4 separate regions of the Mus musculus genome follow, and all the other regions are linked to region 1. The links are chromatin contacts, called in public promoter capture Hi-C maps. All regions are on one chromosome and are shown on one strand. Each heading gives the region's core, a stretch centred on a gene start, on an enhancer-like site or on the middle of the called end of the contact. The rest is flanking DNA. Distances are from core to core; before and after follow the strand shown.

Region 1 (5,808 bases), core at 1,986-4,485:
CTGCACCCTCCCCTTACCTTATACCCCAGCAGGTGTAGCTGGGGCAGGTGCCAGAAAGCAGTGGGCACAGGTGGCAGAGAACAGGGGGAAGGGAGCAGATGGCAGCTGCCCAGCCTGTCTCAGCACAGCCCATATCTCACTGGCTGGACAGTAGCTAGACTTTGACTGATGTGGCCTGCCTCCGAATTGTAAGGCCTGTGGGCCAAACGTACCTGTGTCCAAAATTCCATTTTCTCAGGGCCCAACTTATCAATGGAAACACTAGAATGCTTTGCAGGTGGGAGCAAGGGTCTAAGAGATAGTCCCCAGCACATGGCGTCACAGAAAATCCTGTGTACTTTCCCCTGTTTGTTCTGGTTACATGACACATCAAGTCTGGCACCCCTCCCGAACCCTAACCTGAAGGTGTGAGGACACCTGTGGCCATGTCCACACTACTCTCTCTCCCAGTAGCACACATCTCTCCCCTCCCTACCGGACCCATCCTGAGTGATCCTAACATGCAGCTCCTGCCTCTCCCCAGAGCCTTTAGCTGTGATGGCGACCTCTGAGGGACTGGGGATAAGCGCCTTTCCCCACTCCTTCCTGCACCTAGTGCTTGATTCTTGCTTGGCTGCAGAGATGGCGTTGGAGCCTCCTCACCGACCCTCACCTGGGCCCGAGTCACCTAACCCGCAGTAGGGCGCAGATATTTACTGGGCAGGGGACGGCCAGGGAACAGCAGGTTGGGAGGGAGAGCCTGTGGCAGCTCCCCCAAAGCAGCAGTACTCTGTACCTGTTCCCACTGGTGTTCACCCTCTTTTCAGGAGAAGAAGGGGCAGGAAGTGCAGAAGGGGCCAGCTGTGGAGATCGCAAAATTGGACAAACTGCTAAACCTCGTGAGGGAAGTAAAAACCAAAACCTGAGAGTCTGGCCCAGACCCTGCTCCGTGTTCTGAACCCAATACAAGCAAGGACGTGCCTCACCCTGACCAATCCCAGTATTTGCTTTTCTCATTCTGGCTCTTAAGGGCATGCCACCTTTCTCCATGGCCCTCAGCCTCCATTATACCCTCTTTGCACAAATAAAGGCCAGCTGGACACTCACCTCCTACCTTTATTTGTTTTCTGTTCTACCACACAGCCCCTAAAAAAAGAAATCTCGGGGCAAGCCATAGTTCCATTTATTACCCAACAAACAGTGGGAGGACCAGAGAAGGGGCCCAGCCTGGACACCCTCCCATTATTGCCATGGGGTTCCCGTTTGCTCCCCAACCTAGGGAGCCCAGATGTGCTGAGCCTAGGGAAGGCATGGACTCAGCCCTTGGCCCTTGGGATGGAGCAGAGTCCAGATGGCCCTGGCCCTAGCACCAACTCCTAACCCCCCCTCCAGGCCTTTCTCTCTAGGGCCACTCAGGCCTCTCTTGGAGCCAGGCTGGCTACAATCTAGGCTGCTGGGTCCAGTGTCAAATCGACTGGACCCCAGGCCGACTGACTTCTTGGATCCGATTCCACGCTCTGACTCAGGTATACTCAGGTCCAGGACTCCAGGCTAGGCCAGAGCCCTTCAGGGCTGCAGCAGGTAGCTGCCTTCATGGCTGGGCTTCTGGGGTGGTGGCGCCTTCTCAGGACAGGGGCCAGGGCTGGAGTTGGGACTGGATTCCGAGAGAGAATCGACGTCAGCAGATCGAGAATGGCAGGCCCAGCAGAGAATGACCCAGAGCAGTAGCAGCAAGAAGCCTACGAGGCCATTGCAGACGATGGCGATGAGAGCCCCTTGGGAGATGGCTGCCCCCATGACAGACAGCACCCTCAGGCCAGCGCAGACAGTGGAGCTGCCTCAGCGGCAAGGCCCATGCCGAGGCACAACTCTGGGGTGGCCAACCATCCAAGGTGGCTGTCCTGTCCACACACAGCGACTTCTTGGCAGGGAAGATGCCCACCTGCAGTCCTGGGCCTGAGGAAGTACAGAGGAAAGTAGACGGAGGTGAGGAGGAAGAAGTGGGCTGAAGCCTAGGGGGACAGCTTCCATCTTTGGCCTCAGGCAGAGAGCAGTGAGTCCCAGCAGTCTCAGGTACCCCACAAAGCCAGCACCTCCGCCCTCAGGCCTGGCTCTGAGCCCCTGGGTGCTGTGGTGCAGCCAGAGTGGGGAAGCTATAGTAGGCAGGCAGCCTCTTTCTCATTCTCCTCGGAACTGGTGGGTACAGCCTAGCCCTGCCCACCATGCTTCTAGCCCTTCAGATGTGCTGTTGGTGGGCGGGACTGAGGTGGCTTAAGGCCCAGGAGGAAGATTATGACCATGATTGTAGTGGCTAGGGCATCCTCTCCTTTCTGAGGGCTGCAGTCAGCCAGTCCAGGAGACCTGCAGAGGTGCCAGCTCACACAGAGGGAACTTTGTGGAGGCTCTGGCAGGAACGTGTGGGTTCTGTATACCCAAGGCTGTGTGCCTAGGTGTACCTTTCCCTGGGACTTTGCCTCTCTGGATCAGGTGTGTGTCTGAACGTACATCTTCCTGTCCCTCTGTCTCTCGCTGGATCTGCATCCTTGCCTCTGCAAACACACCTCTTTGAAGGTGTGTGGCTGCCTGTCTCTCTGTGTCCCTATCTCTGAGTGTCTTGAGTCTCATTTCTCTACCAGTCTCTCTGTGTATCACTGTCTCTTTTCACGACTGCATGTCCCTTTGCCCTCGGGGACAGGTCTCCATGGGGTCGGTATCGGTGGTTCTGTGCGTCTTGCATGTGTCTCTGCCTTTGTGTCTATCTCTCCTCCAAGCTGTGTGTCTCTCTGTCTCTGTGTGGGTCACTGCCTCTTTATACTCGTCCAAGATCTCTGTTTTTCGACCCTCTGCCCGTAGGGGAGCCCCCCTTACCTGAGTTGAGCCCGGTGCGCGCCCGCGAGAGGGTCCGGGACAACGGGATGCTCAGCGCCGACTGAGGCTCCAGAGCCTGCGGGCGGGGGGCGGCGAGAGGCGGGCAGGGGCGACGTCCACTCCCCGGGCCCTCCCCCTGGGCCGCGCAGCCTCCGCCGGCCGCTCCCGCCGGGGCGCGACCGGGCCGGCCTCTGCCGCGGGCGGTCTGCGGAGAGCGGGCACCTCCTCCCCCTGGGGCGGCGCCTCCTCCGCGGCCGGGGCCGCTAGCTCGCTCGCTCGCTCGCTCTCTCGCTCGGCAGCACTCGGGCGGCGGCGGCAGGAGCGTCGAGGAGTTCGGCTGGGCTCGGCTGCGTTCGGCTGGGCTCGGCTACGGCGGGAGGGAGTCGGCTGAGCTCGGCTGAGCTCGGCGGGCAGCAAAAAACAGCGGAGAGCCCCGCCTCGTGAGTGGCCAGCGGCCTGCGGCCCTTTGGGGGAGGAGCCATCTCTGTGCCGCTGCCGCCGTTCAATTGGCTGTCCGGGCCAAGTTCCCGCGCCATTGGTTGTGCTCTGGGGTGGGACACGACCATCCTGGTGCAGGAGAGAAGGAGGGAGGGGCTTGGGAAGGGTGAGAGGAGGGGTATATAGGGGCCACTTTGTTTTGATCCATCCCTTGAAAAGGTGAAGGGTCAGCCCACCTTTTTGCAGGGATTTCTTGCATCTTCCACACCTGGAATGCACCCCCACATGTGAAGCGTCCACCCCTCCATATCTGAGAGAAGTCTGTTTCTATTATCTGAGAAAGTCCATGTGCCTCCACACCTGACCCTCCTCACCTATCATCTTTCTACATATCCCTCTCCCAGTAGAGTGTAGAGTACCTCATGTCCACTTTACAGCGCCTGTAGATTGCCCCTAGTCCTAATAACAGTGTGATCTCTGGGAATTCATGACCTTTGTTGCGTTTTACTGATTTCTCACCCAGTGTTGGTCACAGGGTTGTGCATGGCTTGCTGGAGGGAACTTGAGACACCTGAAGAATGGCCCAGCTCTGGCTGAACTAGATCCAGACGGCATGGATGGCCTGACTCTCCATCCTAACAGTTCTGAGACCAAGGTAGCTTGGACAGGAGCAGTCAAGTAGGCCTTCCCCTCTCAGACCCTTAAGTAGCAGGGCTCACACATGCAAGGAGCTACATTTCTGGCCCTTTAGTGATTCTTAAGTGTACTTGTGTGTGGCTTCTATCACATATTGTCCATGGACAGTCAGAGACCCATGGCCCCACATCCAGCCTTAACTTCCCTCAGAATACTATACTCACAGCAAAATGCATACTGGAGTCACAGTGGTGTTGGTTCCTGGTTCCACTTTCTAACTCTCTTAAACGAAGCTTTCTTCTCAATAAAACTGTCATAGTAATAGCTACTTCTTAGGTTCTCACTAATTCATTTATACCATACCAACCACATCTCAGCAAATGTCAGCTGACAAGCCAAGACCAGGTGGCTAAGGGGCAGGGCTCCTCCTTCCAAGAAAAGGAGAAAGGGGAGTGTAAAGCCATCTCAAGGGCTGAATCATCTGAAGCTGCTGTGTTAGAGGCTGTCTAAAATAAACTACGGACCCCGTGGAGTTTGTCAGGATGGATTAATTTTAGTTCCCCCCTGTTACCCAGCAGGGTGGGGGTATTGTGAGAGGGATCAGATCAGTTATAGGAAAGAGAGAGACATATGGTCGCACATCTGAGTATAATGCCAGTGAATTTGTGACCTAGCCGCAGGGGTTCAGATTTCATCCTGGAAACAGTGGGGAGTCACTGAAGAATTTTGAGCATCATCGGAGTGATGTGATCATAGCCAGAAATTAGAAGGATGATTTGGGCCATTGGGTGGAAAGGAGTTTTAAAAGCATTTGAGAGTGAAAGATACTCCTACCTTTCACAATGATGAGGGAGTAAAAATACATCCTTGACAGAGCAGAAACACACTGGGGTATTGAGGTACATCAGTAGGCAGAACTCAGAAGGCAGGGCAAGTAAGAAGAGGACATTCTGGGGTAACTGGTTACCAGCTGCAGCACTGTGAGGCAATGCCCCGTGATAAAGAGCCCAGAAGAGGGGATGCTGAGATGCTTCAACCATGATAACCACTTGTCACCACGTCTGATGACCTGAGTTCAATCCCTGGAATCATGATGGTGGAAGGAAGGCAAGACACAACTCCACCAAGCTGTTCCCTGTCCTCCACGCTACACCCTGTAGCACACAGCTGTCCCCACTAGACAAATATAATTTAAACATAAGTTTCAGCAAAGAACTAAGGCCGTAATGTTTGGAGATGTCAAATTTGAGGTAGAATGCTTTAGTAGAGCTGTTTAGCAGACACGGACAAGCAGCTCCAAGGTTCAGGAATGAGGTCCGGTTCCGATTAGTTTTTGCAACAGGGTGAGAGTTAAGTCGGAAAAGTAGGTGAGCTCTCTTAAGGAGTCAGAACTGGCCGAAACATTAGAGCTGCCACACGCCCTGGTCGCCCCACTCTCATATGGTCCACAATCTTCGCCTGGTCCACATGGTGAAAAGAAGACTTCAAACAATTCCAGACATTAAAATCTTATTGTCTAGGACCTAGACTCCAGGTGGTCATGGACAGACTGGTGGAGCGGCCCCTGCTGTCGCTGCCACTTCTTTTAGGATACAGTCTGAGATTCCTCTCAGAAAGTACTCAGATGTGTTTAACTTTGGACGACTCAACAAGTGCTCGAGCCACGGGAGCCAAACGGTTAGCAGGACCCACATGAGAACACCATGGAGTGGGATGCAGGACTTCCAGAAGCCCAGCGCAGGAGCAGCAGAATGGCGAGTAGTCAATATTATCTGCCCGTTGTCTGCCAGACAAAGCCTCACAAACTGCTAGAGTTTAGATCTAGAATGTGTCCCAAAGGGCTGGGTCCCCAGTTTGGCATTGTTAAGAGGTGGTAGGAACTTCAAG
Region 2 (5,385 bases), core at 2,727-5,226, 1.3 Mb after region 1:
CCACGAAAACATTTGACACAGTGTTGAGTCTCAGGGTGAGATACCTTACCAGGTCCTCTTAACATCTGGGGTGTCAGTCAACTTTGAGCGCCTTCTTGCACCCTCCAAGCTGATCTGAAGATATAACTGTAAGTTCAAGCAGTCACATGACTTTAAAGTTTAGCTATCAAAAAGCCAAAACTTCTTTAGTTCACTAATAGGCTCTTGGAAGCTTTCCTTGAGAATCTTATGCTACACGCCCTCTGCTGGCCATCCCTAAAACTGACATCTCCATTCTAAAGCGGAAAAATAACTCAGACCCCGAAGGTACTACTCATCACTGCAAGCTTAGAAGCTCAAGGAGATGCCAGCAAGTACCAAGAAGTTAGATTGCTGGCCAATGCTCAGTCACTGAAAAGAACAGGAAATGAAGGCGTCAGTAAGCTTAAGTGTCTAGCATGAAAATTAGGGCTCAACTATGTCTAGGAAATAAGCTGAGGGTGAGGCTGGACTCAAGGGATTCCTTTGGCCAAGATTGTAACTGGAGTCAGTATCTCAGGCAGATGCCAAAGGTGGGTTTCAGTGTGGGACCAACCCTATGTCCCTATGTCAACACAAAGCACGTATCAAATGAGATGCTAAGAGTCTGACCACAAGAAGTCAGTCTGCATTCAAAGCAGCATTCCTATGCCCAGGTGAAACATCGGGAGATGAGTACCCGGTCACTGGAGAGCTCCAACCATGAATGCCATGCAGGGGACCAGTAGGAGAGATGAGAGACAGAATAAGGCAGCCTCTGGTTTCTTGGTAGTTGCTGGCTTTAAAAATGACAATAGGCAGGCTGAGGAGCTCTTTTCTCCTCAAAAGGAGAAAGTCCCAGCGTCATGAAAAAGCCTCCTCACATGCCATACTGCCACATACAAGTAGTAGGTTCAATCTGGGGAAAGGGGCAGCCCAAGAGCCAATGCTGTCGCTGCGTAGAGCTGGCAGCTGTGGGGGTAGTAGTCTCCCTTGCCTCCAGGATTCGGTTTCTACTAGCAACGGGGCCTGGCATCCTCCCACACCCAGGTCTTAGCAACCATGAGAGCCCCTGGCAACTGCTGCCATGGTGACAAGACAGGGAACTAGGAACAGGCCGAGGGGGGAAGCACTTCCTCTGGAGGATTTGGGATGTGTGCAAGATAGGGGCTCCCCCTCCCATACACAGTCTGTGAGGGAACATGTGCTCCTGCTTAAACACCTCCTCACTGGATCCACCCCCACCCCTCTGCCCACAGGTTCCGGTTCCCTCAGGGTGAGGAAATGAGGGACACCTAGGGTTATGACGTCTCCATGAGGAGGGAGGACAAGCGGGGGTGTCTGGACAACATGATCACAGATGCGTACATACACTGGCAGAAATGGTGTCAATGGCCACATACTTCCCTCACTCTTTATCATGGAGTGATGCCTACACAGACATTTATTTAATCATACCTGTGTGCCGACACAAAGCTACATACCTATAGCAAGTACAGGTACACACTTACAAACAGACTCATGATTATGACAATCCCAATCAGACACACACATTTCTAGTTGCACTCACACACCCAGATAGCCCTGAACACACGGAGTCAATGTCATTTACATTAATCGAATGCCATGTTCAGAACTAAGACATGTGTCACCTTAATTAACCCCCAGAAAAGCCCTGTGGGCTTCTACTGTTGCTTAGCCCATTTGCCCAGAACAAATGAGGTGTGGGTTGGCCAGTGCCCTGGAAAGGCCAATAGGCTAACTGGCTCCACACTCCCATTCTTACAGTCTATGCTGCCCTGTGTTCTCTGGGTCAGATGCCCTAGAAAGTAGGACAAATGGCAACAATAGTGCTCCAGGCAGACAGTGAAGTGTGGGTCACCACTCTGAGGACATAAACCTCCAGGCCCTGAAGTCCAGGCTGACAGTTTATCATCAGCTGAGCCAGGTAAAGGCTCATGGCTAAACCCTCCCTCTGTGCTGGCATGAGCAAGGCTGGGAGCAGCAAGAGACAGGCCTAGAATTAGGAAGAAACACAGCTAGGGCCCCTCACATCAGGAGGAAGGATACTGGTGGCCCCCAAATCCTTGGGGCCAGTACCATTCCTAGATTGCCTCTTCCCAGGATACCATGTCCACTCCCTGCCACTCCCTCATCGTGGCCTCATCCCTTCCTTCTCCCTCTGCCTCATCTGGTTTCTCTGTCCTGCCATTCTATTGCTCCTCCAGTCTCCCCCTGACCCATCTCCCCTTCCTCTCACCTGCCCAGTTGTCTTTGCCTCCCACCCGCATCTTACGGCCCCCTTATCCAGTTCCCATCCCATCTCCTTCAACCAGATACCTGTTCAGTCCTCATACTGCGGGCTCCACACCCCCTTCCTTGCCCCTCTGCCCAACTCCTCTTTTCACCCTAGCTCCTTTTTCTATTTTAAACTCAAATTCCTTTGCACTTGGGAGTTCATGTGGAACAATGGGAAAAGAAGGGTTGTTAAGAATATGCAGAACTTGCCCCCCACCCCCAAAGACCCAGTCCCCTTTCCTGCCCTATTCTGGGGCCTAGGTACTCCAAGCCTCAGTTTACAGTTCCAACTGCTCTTCATGGCCTCATAGATATCTAAATCCGGTCCTGAGAACTGGCGAAGAATAAGGTGAGAGAATTTTCTCAAGCCTTTGTCACCAAATCTCCCAAGAACCCCCTCCCCCTCTTCACCCCCAGATTACCCCCATCCACCCCCCCCCCCCGCTCCCTCCAGCACAGATGGGCCTGGGAGACAGTAACGTGGGCGCCAAGCTCGGTGTCTGCTGGAGCGGCGGCTTCCGCTGGCGACCGCCTCCGCAGGCCCGCCTGCTCCGAGTATCGGGGACACTGGGGCTGAGATTTAATGATTTACTAGGGGGCTGGGGGGCCAGAGATGACAGTGCATGAGGGTGCTAAGAAAGAGGATCATGAAAAGCTGAGGTAAAAGATTAAAGGGGGAACTATGAGCTATGAGATTGCAGACTATGGAAGCAGGGAATTGAATTAAGAATTAAGACAAAAGGCGGGAGATGGAGGGGGAAGTAAAAAGATACAGAACAGGGCAGAAATTTGGTGTGAGGGAAGACCAGGTATCACAGGGGGTAAGAAAAAGGACGGGGGGGGGGGGCGGGCAGCGAGGAGAAGATGGAAGGTTAGTTTATAACGAGGTTGAACTGGACACTGTGGACTCCAAGTGGCTGAGAAGCCACTGCTCCTAAGCGAGCCGCTGTGAAAGGACTGAAGATGGAGGGCATCTGGACAGAGACTCAGGAAGGTGTTACCAGTTACTAGCGCAGAGGATAATCACAGGGGCACTTAGAATCTCAGCTCTATCCGGCTCTGTTTTGTGTTACAGTTAAACCATGGCAGGTCAATCCCAGGTCAAGACAAGGGAAAGCTAAACCAGGCCAGGTCAAGTTGGATCACAATCTGATAGAAGACGAGTAAGAAGGGATGAGCTTTGGATACTGATCCAGAGCCTTTGCCTCTCCTTCGACTCGAAAGAATGCCTGGTGTCACCAACAACTGATGAGTGCAGCTTTCCTAATAGGTTGTCTTTGAGGTTGCACTCGTTCCAGAAGGTTCTCCCTGGACTCAGGCGGTGGCTAGAATGTCTCACCTTCTCATACTGGAGACTGGACTAATATAGTTGCCCACACTGGCTTGGGTCGAAATCACAGGGACCAGCCAATAAAATCAAAGGGCGCCTGGAGTTGCCTCCCTATGTTCTTTTCACCAATAACACGACGAGATGGAGAAGAGGTGTGGTTGATTGATCCCAGAGGGCACCAATCACACCCACACCAATCACTGCCCGGAATGTGTGCGCGTGTGGCCGGGTGACAGGGGCGGAGAAGAGGTGGCTATCACCCGGACGCTCGTTGAGAGGTATCCAATCACAGAAGAGTCTGAGCTGAGTGACGGATAGACCGGGCAATGGGAAGCGCGGAGGCGGAGCCGTGGGGGCGGGCTCCCGGTCCCGCTGTCTGCGGCCGGCGGGCAGGCGACTCCTGTCCCGAGTGGAGGCGGCGGAGCCGGAGCCGGGGGAGGGGGCAGCGGCTGATAGAAGGACCGCGGCGGCGCCCGCAGCTCCTCACCGGTGAGGGCGCTGAGCGAGGACTCGGGGGTCCCGGGAGTGGGGCGTCGAGAAGAGAGGTCCTGGTATGGGGGGTTGGGACACCGTGGGCCCATAGTCTCCTCTGTCGTAGGGGTGAGGGGCCTGGGAGCTCGGGGTCTGCCAGGTGCTGGGTATCTGCGACAAGGGTCGGGTTGGGTCGGGTCGGATTGGGTTGCGCCGGGCGGAGGCGTTTCTGAGCAGGCCAGCCAGCCAGCTGGGGTGACATCACCGACCCCCCTCCCCCGCGCGAACCCCCTTCCTTCCTCTCCCTGCCGCGCCTTTTGTCCGGGCCAGGCTCGGCTCTGCCCCGCCCCTCCCCGCCCATCTGCGGGGGAGGAGACTCCCCGTCAGTGACTTCATTGAGTAGGTTCTTGGGGATTGGGCTTGGGTCCTCCCCAGAGAGGCGAGAGGAGCTCACTGACTCTCAGGCCCTCACTATCACACCTGTCACAGGTACACACGCTGCCACTCAACAACTACACACTGTCACTGCCAGCCTCACTGTCACACAGCCGAACAGGCGCTCACATCATTCAGCCAGACACTGCTGCACCTGAGAGCAGGTGGCCACTGGATCCTCTCTCTGCACTCTACACCTGGGGACCGGGTCCAGCTCCCTGGGCACGATACAGGCCTTGCTGGGTCACGGCCTCTGGGAATCTGAGGAGGTGGCTTCCAGAGCTACAGCGTCCCAAGCAGGCTCCGGTGGAGCGATCAGAGGTGAGGGGCTTGGCTGGGCATGTTTAAGCGCACAGTGCTGTCCTGCCCACCCCCAGCAGCACCCCCACTGCAGGCTCGAGGAGCTTTCCGGAGCTTCCCACACTTCTGGGGAGAAGACTTCTTAGCCAGCTTGATGTTTAAAATTCAGCTGGAGCCCTTAAAACTTCGAGCGTGGACGCTGAATGGGTTTGTAAAGTTTCGGTAAGTCCCTCCTGAGAAGGGCGCTCATACCCATGCCAAGTCAGATTCTCCACATCAGCCATTCCCTGCATTGCCTCCTTCCTTCCTCCCTGTCATCCTCATCTCCCCCCGGTATGTGCATGAGTCCCCTTGACCTCACCTGTACTTTTGAATGAATTGTACCCCATGTCATTCATCTCTCTCTCAAACTCATGTTTCCACGAATATCTCCAATATTTCAGCTCTTAGGTTCTCCCTCCCAACCCATCAGTAACGTGTGGTCCACTTCAGCCTTTTCCTTTTGTCATCTCTCATCCCTGTCCGTCAGACCCTGTCTCCTCCCTGTACTTGAT
Region 3 (5,301 bases), core at 374-2,873, 1.9 Mb after region 1:
GAAGCTTCTGTAGAACCTGCCCTGCAGTGTTTGTAACCTCTGGGATATGAGGAAACGCTGGAAGACCAGCAAAGCACTGCTGGCTAAAGTCATCTGAAGAGGTCTGGGGAGGCATCTCCGTGGTAGAAGGCATGCTCTCTACTTCCGGGCTTCATCCCTAGCTCTCCCCACTTGTTACCGGAGGATGCTTTCACTGTGATGTTCAAGTATGCCCTGAACTCTTAGGCTCAAATTATCCTCCTGTCTCAGCCTCCCAAGTAGGTGGCACTCTAGGACTCTGCCCAATCCCAACTTCGCTTTTATTTTTGGTATGGAAGCCATCTGTCACAGAACAGAGTGAACTTCTCACCCTCTCTTTAGGGTTGACAACAGCCAAGATCAACTATTCCAGGAATCAGAGCTTGAGGATAGAGACATAAGAATTCTGGGACTGAAGAAGCATGCGCTTAAATAAGGTACACAGAAGGTGTCAGCTGCCAGGGTAATGCAGCCTAAAGAACCTCCTCTTCCAAAAAATAAAACACTGTATCAAGCACAGCAGAGACTGGCGTTCTCCTACCGTGTTACAAATTATAGCTAATCTCAAAGGGACGCCTGGGAAAGAGGAAGTGCATGGTGGGGGTGGGGGTGGGGGGAAGGGGGACCAGCAGTTAAATAGGAAAGACTGACTTCAGGACTAAATGCTCCGAGAAGACAAGATGCTAGGAAAAGAGGGATGAAGGAAAAACAAAATGTTCTTCAGTTCCACCCTCAAAAACTGCAGGGCTAAAGAATGCAGGGGATATGGTATACCTGGCTGGAATAGAACTAGGAGCCCAGCAGCTTGCCCACCTTTCCAACCTAGGCAGGGAGCCTGAATGGGATCATAGGAACCACGGCGTTCTAGGCAACGGAATCCACTCACCTCAAGCCCATACCGAGGTGCTTTACCAAATTACTGAGAGAGATGTTGTTAGCTTGAAAAGGTCTCCTCTTCTCTGCAAACTCGTGAGCCAAGCAGATCCGCCAGCCAAAAGGAGGCACCTGGTAGCCCCTAGCTTTACCCTCGTAGGAGGCCATCAGCTGCCCAGAGTCCTCTGAATTGCAGTAGCTTGGTTCATCCTGGGGTCCACTATCCTCGGGGCTCCCGCAGTCTGTAACCCGCACAGCCTCAGTGCCGCCAGTATCTTCACAATAAACTTGGGAATCTCTTTCGGCACAGCCGACCTGCTCTGAGGCCGGGACGCAGGTTACCATGTTCACTGGATCCTGGGTCCTCACGACCCCGGTGGCCTCGGTTCCCTCTGACAGGTTTCTGACGTTTCAAAACGCTGATGCCAGTTGCAGTTAGGTGCAGTCCGGGAGGGCCCGATGCTGGGGAAAGCCGTGGGACGTTGGTATCTGGGTAAAGTCAGAGAGCTCCTGCTGCTGCAGCAGCGGCTACAGCAACAAAGTCGCCACGGCCTCTCCCTGGGTCGCGTCTCTAGATCCTAGGCGGGAAGGGTTGGGCCTTGTTGTCATTGGGCCGCGGTGATTAGCACGCCCGGCCGAGGGCCGACCAGCTCCACGGACGGGGGCGGTGCCGCGGTACCTGCCCGCAAAGCACCGCCTCTGGGACCCGCCCAGGAGCTCCCGGCGACCTTCGGCCCCGCCCCGGGCTGCGGCTCCAGCGGCTCCAGGGCTGGGTACCGGGTCCCTGCAGCCAGGATCCCCCGCGCCCACGCTCAGGTGCCACCGCTGGGAAGGTGACCCGCAGACCCGGGACCACCGGATCCCTTTCCGGCCGGAAGCACCCCGCAAGTCGGACCGGAAGGGGCGCCTCAACCCTGAAATGTGACAAAGGAAGTCCCGCCTCTGCCGCGCGACAGACTCCGCGGATGCCACCGAGCTCCGAGCCGGTCTCGCAGGGGCGGGTAGGTGAGGACCTCCATGCGTAAGAATCTGAGTTTGGAGACGCGCGGCGATGTCCTGGGCTAGGACGTGGAGCCTCGAGGGAAGCGGGGACAGAGGCAGGCCTGGGAGGCGGCGCAAGGGGCCTAACCCTGGGCGCAAGGAGGTCTGGAGCTAAAGCGACGCCCTCCCGCAGGCAGTTCGGAGTCAGTTTCCGCCACCCCACCAGCTCCTTAAACCCCAGTGCTTCCCACCCTCACTGAAACTTGAAAAAAAAAAAAAAAACAACCCACTTCTTGCCCCCCTCGGACTCAGGTCTAGACTTAAGCCTAGGTCTTAAACACTCCTTCCTTCATTTCCCCGTACTGACTTCTGGCACTCTGTTTCCTTCTAGATTTGGTTCCGGAGCTGCCATGATCGAAGTGGTAGCTGAGCTGAGCAGAGGTCCTGTGTTTCTGGCGGGGGAGGCTCTGGAATGTGTGGTGACTGTCACTAATCCCCTTCCCCCGACCGCCACTTCTGCATCCAGGTGGGGATGCTGGTATTGGAGGTGGTGGCCCTTCCGGGAGGAAGCCTGGTATCGCTCGTTCTAATTAGAGCTTTGGTTGTTCAGTAACTACACTAGCATCAATCACCACCTTCTTGCTCATTGTAATGAAGGGCTTTTAAACAAATATGTGGATGGCAGGACCCCTTACTCTCCTTTGCTCCTCCTCCCGGTATCACTCCTTTTTGAGTTCAATGTACTTGATGTTGTTGTGTAATGGTTTTATTTCAGGGGTTCTGGATTCCCTGGTCACTAAGATAGTCATCTAACCTTGGTGATCTTGGTCAGACAGTTTTCTAGAGAAAGTATTGGTGAAGTCAAGAACTAGGTTCCCATACCTTCGTTTCCCTTTTCCACAGTGAGGCTCTGGCCTGGGCCAGTGCCCAGATCCACTGCCAGTTCCATGCCAGCGAGAGTCGAGTAGCACTGCCACCCCCTGACTCTAGTCAGCCGGACGTCCAGCCTGACAGCCAGACTGTCTTTCTGCCACACCGAGGTTAGAGAGAGAGAGAGAGAGAGAGAGAGAGAGTGTGTGTTTGTCATGGAGGGAGGGGAAGTTATTGTCACCCCAGGGTAAAGTTAAGTTGTTCTTGTATGACATGGTCACCAACACATCAGTGGTGGAAGGGAAGGTAGCTTGATTTGGGACTATAAGACTTACCTTATTACAACAGAAAGAATTGGCGGCTTCCCCTGCCTCCACTTGCTGTGTGACCCTGGTTGGCAATGGACAATGGAGTCCATTGAAGTCTTTTTGACTTTTCATAGGTGAGAGGGGCCAGTGTATCCTTTCTACTCCACCCAAAATTCTGTTTTGTGACCTGAGGCTAGACCCTGGAGAGTCCAAATCATGTGAGTGATTGTCTCCCAACCCCAGATTGCTTTCTAAGTCTCCTGGAGGGAGGACTCTGGCTGCTTCTAGCTGCCCTGTCTACTGTTTCCCAACCAGATTCCTACAGTGAAGTGCTGCCCACGGAGGGCCCGCCTTCCTTTCGGGGTCAGTCAGTCAAATATGTCTACAAATTGACCATTGGCTGCCAGCGCGTGAACTCACCCATCACCTTACTCCGGGTTCCTCTGAGAGTTCTCGTGCTGACTGGTAAGTTAGGTTCCTGAAGGGATGCGGTGGGGGTAGAGGCTTACTAAGCATATGTGGGAGGACCTTCGGAGACTCCTGGTTTTAGGGACCATGCTGAGGACGAGGGATGGAGAGGAAGCTAGGATGTAGAGCTCAGATGTAGCTCCCCTTCAGCCTTCTCAGGTTGGAGTCTAAAACCAGTTAGTTGTCTGTTCACATCTCACTCCTCCCAGCACTGTCTCTGCTTTTTCATGCCAGGTCTTCAAGATGTCCACTTCCCCCAGGATGAGGCTGTGGCGCCATCCAGTCCATTCTTAGAGGAGGATGACAGTGGGAAGAAGGACTCATGGCTGGCTGAGCTAGCTGGGGAGCGTCTCATGGCTGCCACATCCTGCCGCAGCCTCCGTAAGAATCCTTTCAGAATTGCCCTGTACTCCTGTCTGAGAGGCTGACCACATCTCTTCAGGGGTCCACTAATATTTTGCCCCCATTACAAAGAAAAGCCTCCTTTTGGCCTCTGGGACTCAGTCCTTCGTATTCCCCAGTATAAACTGTAGACTTTTGGTATCTCATTCTCCTCAGATCTGTACAATATCAGCGATGGCCGAGGGAAAGTCGGGACGTTCGGTATCTTCAAATCTGTGTACAGACTTGGCGAAGACGTGGTGGGAACCTTAAATTTAGGGGAAGGAACCGTAGCTTGTCTGCAGGTGAGGAAAGAGCAGCTTTCATTGTGCTCCACCCGATGGGCAAGGGTGACAAGGGGGCCTTTGTCAAGAGGGGTGCTTTGTAGAAATGGAAAGTGAGGATCAGGGCTGCCTCTAACCTACAGTCCACATCTCCAAATGCCCGCGAGTGTACATTTCTCTTGTTGCTCCCAGTTTTCAGTAAGCTTGCAGACTGAAGAACGGGTACAGCCCGAATACCAGCGACGCCGCGGGACCGGAGTTGCCCCTTCAGTGTCCCATGTGACTCATGCCCGGCACCAGGAGTCCTGCCTACATACAACCAGAACCAGCTTCTCTCTCCCCATCCCTCTTTGCTCTACCCCTGGCTTCTGCACTGCCATTGGTGAGAACCGGAGCACTACTGGAGAAGGGAGTGGGGGTAGGGAATGCTGGTCTTGGGTAGGGTGGAGTGGGCCGTGACCCCTCAAGCACCCCCAGACATACCCACATCTAGCCCAGCCCTCTGCGTTTTCTCACCTCTCCACTCCACTTCTGTTTCTTAGGTGTACTGACCCCTAAATACTGTTCCTACCCCTGGGATGCACTGATCTCTAGCTTCCTCAGCACACTCACTTCAGGCTACAAAGTCTCGGCTATCCCAATCCCAGGTTACTAGGTAGTTAAATTGGTATCCTTAATAGCATCTCTGGTTAACACATTAACACCGGGTTTCTTAAAAACAGTATTTGATCAAAGCTCTCTGACCTGTGCCTTCTCTTCTTTATGGACACAATCTGTTTCTGTTTTTCTAAAAATTATTTTGTTGCTTGTTTTTAAGACAGGATCTCTCACTGTGTGTGTAGCTCTGCCTGGCCTGGAGTTCCTATGTGAACCAGGCTGGATTCAAACTCACAGAGATCTACCTGCTCTGCCTCCTTTTCCCGAGTGCCGGTCAGAGAATTTTCAATGCATATAATTACTTTATTTCATGTGAGTCAGGGCGCCTGCATCGCCATGTGTGTTTAGGTCGGAGAACAGCTTTCTGGAGTTGGTTCTTTCTACCACAGGGTTCCTGACTCAGGTCACCTGGCTTGGTGGCAAGTCCCTTTAACCCGCTGAGTCACCATGGTGACTCTGAG
Region 4 (5,041 bases), core at 1,489-3,988, 1.3 Mb after region 1:
TATACAACAGTATGCCAGCAGTTCTTATCAAACCCTGCCTGGCATCCATACCTTGGCTCCAATCCCTCCTGCAATGGCTGACAAATGACCAAAGCTGTGGCATTGCTTTCTCTGAGTCACCAAGCTTTAGCCTTTTCCTTCACCCAGCTGGAGATTCCATTGGGAAATTCTAATTTCTTAGGGTCTATTATTTCAATAGTCTGACAGCTACAGAAAAGGGCCTAAGTGTGTGTTTAGAATATCTTCATTCCTGTCAAGATGTGTGTGTGTGTGTGTGTGTGTGTGTGTGTGTGTGTGTGTGTGTGTATGTGTGTGTGTGTTGAGAGAGAGAGAGAGAATGAGAGTATGTGTGAGAGAGAGAGTGTGTGTGAGAAAGTGTGTGTGTGAGAGAGAGAGTGTGTGTGAGAGAGAGAATGAGAGTGTGTGTGTGTGAGAGAGAGAGAATGAGAGTGTGTGTGAGAGAGAGTGTGTGTGTGAGAAAGTGTGTGTGTGAGAGAGAGTGTGTGTGAGAGAGTGTGTGTGAGAGAGAGAATGAGAGTGTGTATGTGAGAGAGAGAGAGAATGTGTGTGTGTGTGTGTAAGTGAGTGAGAGAGAGAGAGAGAGAGAGAGAGAGAGAGAGAGAGAGAGAGAGAGATCAAACCACAATAGCGGAGGTTAGCAGGGAAACAAATGCTATACTCATAACCTGAAGGCTGGCAAGGACCCTCCCAAGAGGGGAGCCTGCTAGGCAGAAAGCAGAGAAGAGCCTAGCTCGAAAAGGATTGTAGCATAAGGAAGTAATTTGTCTGTGTAGGCTTTTCTGGTACAGTGTTGTGTCATGACTTCTTTTGTGCTGATAATAATGAAAACGATCCAGTAGAGATAAGAATTATGAAACGAAAGATGGATGAGGACAACGGAGGGAAGAGATGAAGCTATGATACTCTGAGCAGCACTGGTAAAGGACAGTTGTGAGAGGTGAGAAATTCCCAGTTCTTATGTCAAACACACAAGCACTCCCTCAAAAAGAGAAATGAAGTCCAGAACAATTAAGGGCATACGTGACGCCACGGTAAAGGCTCAACGCAGGTTTCTATTGTTGGGACACTGAAGAACGGCCAGAGCACTGCCCTGCTATGGTCTCTCACAGGCTGGAAGCAGACCATGGGAGCATGGCTATTTATTCAGAGGCAGCAGTGGTCAGGACTTCAGGGGCCTTCACTGCGATTCCCACCCTGGAGTTGAAGATAAACTCCATCCTTAGCATTTCCAACTCCGTAGGGCAGCCTTCAGACGTTCTCCGCATCCATCCAGGCATGTGATATTACCTCTGTTTGCCTTCCTGATTGGGAGAGGAGAAAAGGTCTATTTGAAAGCTTTCTACTTGGCATTCTTTACTGTGATATCTTTTACGCCAGTGGCCAAGAGCCCAGTGTGAGAGTTACGCTAACATTTAAGTGCATCAGTGCAATCAAGAACAGAGGAACTGACCACAGGGAGCATCTACAAACCCAGCAGGCCCACTTTGATGTGATGAAGGCCAGGATGTATCACCCGGCCCCCAGAGGTCCCTAATGTATTATAACTATGATGTGCTTTGGCCTTCACAGATCCATCCCCTTGGAGGAATAACAGGAATCCTCACAGTACGTATTTGCCATCGTGTTGGCTTTATTTTTCTTCTAGGTCAAGCCCCTTGCTGCCTTTCCATCATTAGAGGTCATTATATGATCATGGCTTCTTACATTCATCCCTACATGGTACTAAAGAGCCCAGATCTGTGACCTCCCCACTGTCAGCCTGGTCTAGAAAGGAGAGCCACCACTTGGATGCCCGTGGCCCTGACACTACTGTGTCTGCAGTGATCTGGTGGATGGTGTGTCTCTGGGCTCTCGGTGGAACATAACCAACTATGATGTTATATTACATACATGATGCTATAATTTCACATACTGTGCTGTTCTGCTTGCCCGTTTCCCCCATTGCTTTACTCTGTCCACTTCAAGGAGAGCGCCCGCGGTTTGCTTTCCCTCAGCACCAGCCACATTTGTCAAGCCTCTAAGAAACATTCTATCCTTTTGGGTTCTTAGTAGGGATTTGAATCATGTGTTGACAAACACACACATGCACAGGCACACATACACATTCACATACATTCACATGCATGCAAACACACACATACACACAACTACCCACAAGTTAGTGAATTCTTGTTTATCTAACCTTACATATACCCTTTTGAAAACACCCTCAGGTGCTAGAGAAATGGCTCAGTGGTTAAAGCATTTGGTTGTTCTTTCACAGAACCCAGGTTCAGTCTCTAGCATCCACATGGCAGCTCACAGTTCCCTGTAACTCCTGTCTCAGGGAATCTGATACCTTATTCTGACCTCTGCTGACCTCTGCCATACACATCTGTGCGTGTGTGTGTGTGTGTGTGTGTGTGTGTGTGTGTGTGTCTATACACATGCTGGCAAACACACTCATACAAAATAAAATAAAACCTAAAAAGAAATCATACTCAAAACGCAATCTTGGCTACATCATCTTGCTTCTATCACTATGTTACAGTTATGTTTTTTAGATCCAACTATACACTGTATCTTTTCTCCCTTACCCTGTGCTGGCTTCCCCTTCTAGGTTGTGCTGATGTTTAGCTCTGCATTATTGGCCTAGCAGGAGGCAGGTGGGGCTCCAAGGGGGAATACCTACTGCCCGCTGAGGACCAAGGTGGAATCTGAAACATCTATTGAAATGCTAAGTACTGGGGCTTACTAAAGAGAAGCAGGCCAGTCTTAGCACTCAGAAGGGCTTCAGAGCCAGTGTACCCAAGAGCATTCATCCAGATGTCCCTTCCCATATGTCAGGGTCCAGGGTTTCTCCAAACACGACAGATTTGCATTGACTGATTATTTGGGTCTCTGGAGTGCTGCCACTCAAACTCCCAGATCGATCATCTCGGGCTGCGTCCTGTGTCCTCTTTGTGCTGCAGTATAGAAAGGTTCTCCTGCTTGGGTTCTAGCTCTTTGCTAGTGGCCAAAGTCTTGGCCTTAGTCAGTTTAGCAGTGACTAAGAAGCGCTGCTGCCTTTGTAGGCACTGGTCCACCACACCACATGTTGTACACAATGAATCACTGCACCAACAAAGGCAGTCCTTTAACTCGAAGTTTTCCCTGGTCACCTTAGGTCCAGTTCACCTAGTGAACTTAAGTTCTCTGAAGGACCAGTACACACGATCGATTACCTGCTGAACCATCTCTTCACCCTGTGTGACCCCAATTACATAAATCTTTTCTTCAACATATTTTTCTTCGCTCGGGTTTGCCTGAATTTGGTTTCTTTCATTTGAAAGTGAAGCTTGGACACGTCAAGAATGAACTGATTTGATGGATAAAGATGAGGTTATGGGAATGTTAAAAGGAGTCAGCAACAGGACAAAGAAGCTTACATTCACAAACAAGCAGATGACCTTTTTTTTAACTCTTTAATTGATTCTTTGTGAATCTCACATCATGCACTCCAATCCCTGTCCTTCCATATCTTCTTCCACCCTTGCAACCTCCCTCCAAAAAGAATATAACAAACAAACAAACAAACAAACAAATATCTCCCTGTGGAAGCTGCAGCATGTCACACAGTATACTCCTCTATCAAAACATCTTATTGGCAAATGTTCATTGCAATGAGTCACTTGTCTGGTTTGAGACCTCTGGCTTCTGCTACCCTAGGGATATCCTGTTGCTGTCCTGTGTCATGGAGGTCCTGCAGCTTTGGTTCTGAGCCCCTTCACACTCTCCAGCAGTTCACGGATGGGGTAGATATTGGGGTGGGCTTAAATAATGCAGAAAATTACCCGTTGTCTTAATATCCATGTAGCTATAAGCTGAGAGAAAGCACTATGTAGAGGACACAGGCTCTTTATAAAGTTTGGATTCCAGCGCTGAACAACTTTGTCATCTTGTACAATATAATAACTGACACTTATTAACACACACTCCATGCCACTCGTGATGCAAAGAACTCCATATGCATTACTTTAACCATTTCACACTTAAGAAGACAGGATGAGGACCATCAAGGACTTATCCCCAAAGACACAGATCCACTAAGTGCAGGTTTGCAATATGAGTACAGACCTCACTCTAACACACTTGGTATAAGTTCTCTCTATCATTTAGATCTCAGTGAGAGACATTTCCCACACAAAAGTCCATTAGGTCCTTGAAACCTTGGTTAAGTGAGATGGTGATACATTCACCAGTCTCCTCTAATGTGGACATTTATCAAGATGGAGACATTGGCAAGATAGGTCTTTGAATTCCCCATTATCTCCCATAACCTGTCCAGTCTCGTTCCTGCCACCAAACTCCTCATTGAAATTGCTTTTGAGACAGTCCCAGCAACACCCACATTGTCTGATGCAATGAGTAAGCTTAATATACACCATTAAAATCTGTCAATAAAGCTTTTTAAATTGACTGAGCCTAGCAGCCTGTCTGTAACCACAGCACTCGGAAGGCAGAAGCCAGCCTAGGCTACTTACCAAGATTGTCTCAGAAAACCATTGAAGGGGGGTCAGTGTGGCTCACTGTGATGTTCGGTGGTATAGTCCTTGCTTAGAGGAAGGCACTAGCTTCTGTCTCCGGCACACCCCCTACCGATGCACTCCCCAAAATAGCATTGCTGCTGAGAGTCAGCAAGAGCTCAGCTTGGCTGCCCCGTGCTGTCTCTGCCTCCCTGTGTCTTCTGCTTCCTACTTCTGGTTGTTTTCTGGCTTCATATTCTCCCAGTCCTTCCCTCTTCCCTCAGTTACTCCTGAGTCTCTTGCCAAGACTTTGCAGCTTCCCCAGCTCCTTAGAAGAATGTGTCCTTGATCTTTTTCAGTGTCTCTCTCTCTATCTACACTGCCCAAGTGATCACAAGTATAGCCGCAGCGTCAAGAACTACATTGATGCTCCCAATCTTCAGCTCTGGCCTCTCTTGTGAACTCCCTGTCCCTAAACCTTTCACCTCTGTCCTGGTGTCCAGTTGGCTTCTTAGACCAATCGTTCTCTCCCATGA

What was found. Promoter capture Hi-C pulls out the DNA fragments that hold promoters and counts their contacts.
Region 2: a contact with region 1 is called in a promoter capture Hi-C map of embryonic stem cells, with 9 times the contacts expected there. The contact joins the promoter of Dnajb5 here to the promoter of Enho in region 1. A contact is called at or near these places in 10 of 39 promoter capture datasets (cranial neural crest, embryonic stem cells, hippocampal neurons and 3 more), 3 of 115 datasets of contacts at active chromatin or transcription factors (astrocytes and embryonic stem cells) and 1 of 9 other capture datasets (liver).
Region 3: a contact with region 1 is called in a promoter capture Hi-C map of the C10 cell line, with 2.4 times the contacts expected there. The contact joins the promoter of Rgp1 here to the promoter of Enho in region 1. A contact is called at or near these places in 3 of 39 promoter capture datasets (the C10 cell line, embryonic stem cells and liver).
Region 4: a contact with region 1 is called in a promoter capture Hi-C map of stem cell-derived epiblast-like cells, with 5 times the contacts expected there. The contact joins the enhancer-like site here to the promoter of Enho in region 1. A contact is called at or near these places in 5 of 39 promoter capture datasets (the HPC-7 cell line, embryonic stem cells, epiblast stem cells and 2 more) and 1 of 115 datasets of contacts at active chromatin or transcription factors (embryonic stem cells).

What each region holds. Positions count from the first base shown.
Region 1 is chr4:41,637,067-41,642,874 of GRCm38.p6, forward strand. Enho (energy homeostasis associated) reads right to left here and starts at 3,236. Exons shown (of 2, transcript NM_027147.1): 1 at 2,848-3,236; 2 at 1,078-1,935. The coding sequence starts at 1,776. The coding sequence ends at 1,546. Dnaic1 (dynein, axonemal, intermediate chain 1) reads left to right here. Exons shown (of 20, transcript NM_175138.4): 20 at 807-1,092. The coding sequence ends at 905.
Region 2 is chr4:42,945,891-42,951,275 of GRCm38.p6, forward strand. Dnajb5 (DnaJ heat shock protein family (Hsp40) member B5) reads left to right here and starts at 3,977. Exons shown (of 5, transcript NM_001355438.1): 1 at 3,977-4,114; 2 at 4,586-5,053. The coding sequence starts at 4,872.
Region 3 is chr4:43,577,112-43,582,412 of GRCm38.p6, forward strand. Rgp1 (RAB6A GEF compex partner 1) reads left to right here and starts at 1,624. Exons shown (of 9, transcript NM_172866.3): 1 at 1,624-1,892; 2 at 2,264-2,398; 3 at 2,776-2,912; 4 at 3,185-3,268; 5 at 3,366-3,515; 6 at 3,753-3,899; 7 at 4,077-4,204; 8 at 4,376-4,565. The coding sequence starts at 2,283. Gba2 (glucosidase beta 2) reads right to left here and starts at 1,753. Exons shown (of 17, transcript NM_172692.3): 1 at 905-1,753. The coding sequence starts at 1,236.
Region 4 is chr4:42,896,408-42,901,448 of GRCm38.p6, forward strand. Gm52697 (a long non-coding RNA gene) reads right to left here. Exons shown (of 2, transcript XR_003955203.1): 1 at 4,524-5,041. It also overlaps a transcript of Phf24 not described here. Among named protein-coding and RNA genes, the nearest start is that of Gm52697, 6.3 kb to the right of the region's middle. Within about 2 kb of position 2,739, at least 2 of the 459 cell types and tissues checked have an H3K27ac peak or open chromatin away from gene starts, as enhancers often do. A contact at or near this core is called in stem cell-derived epiblast-like cells, where this site is marked.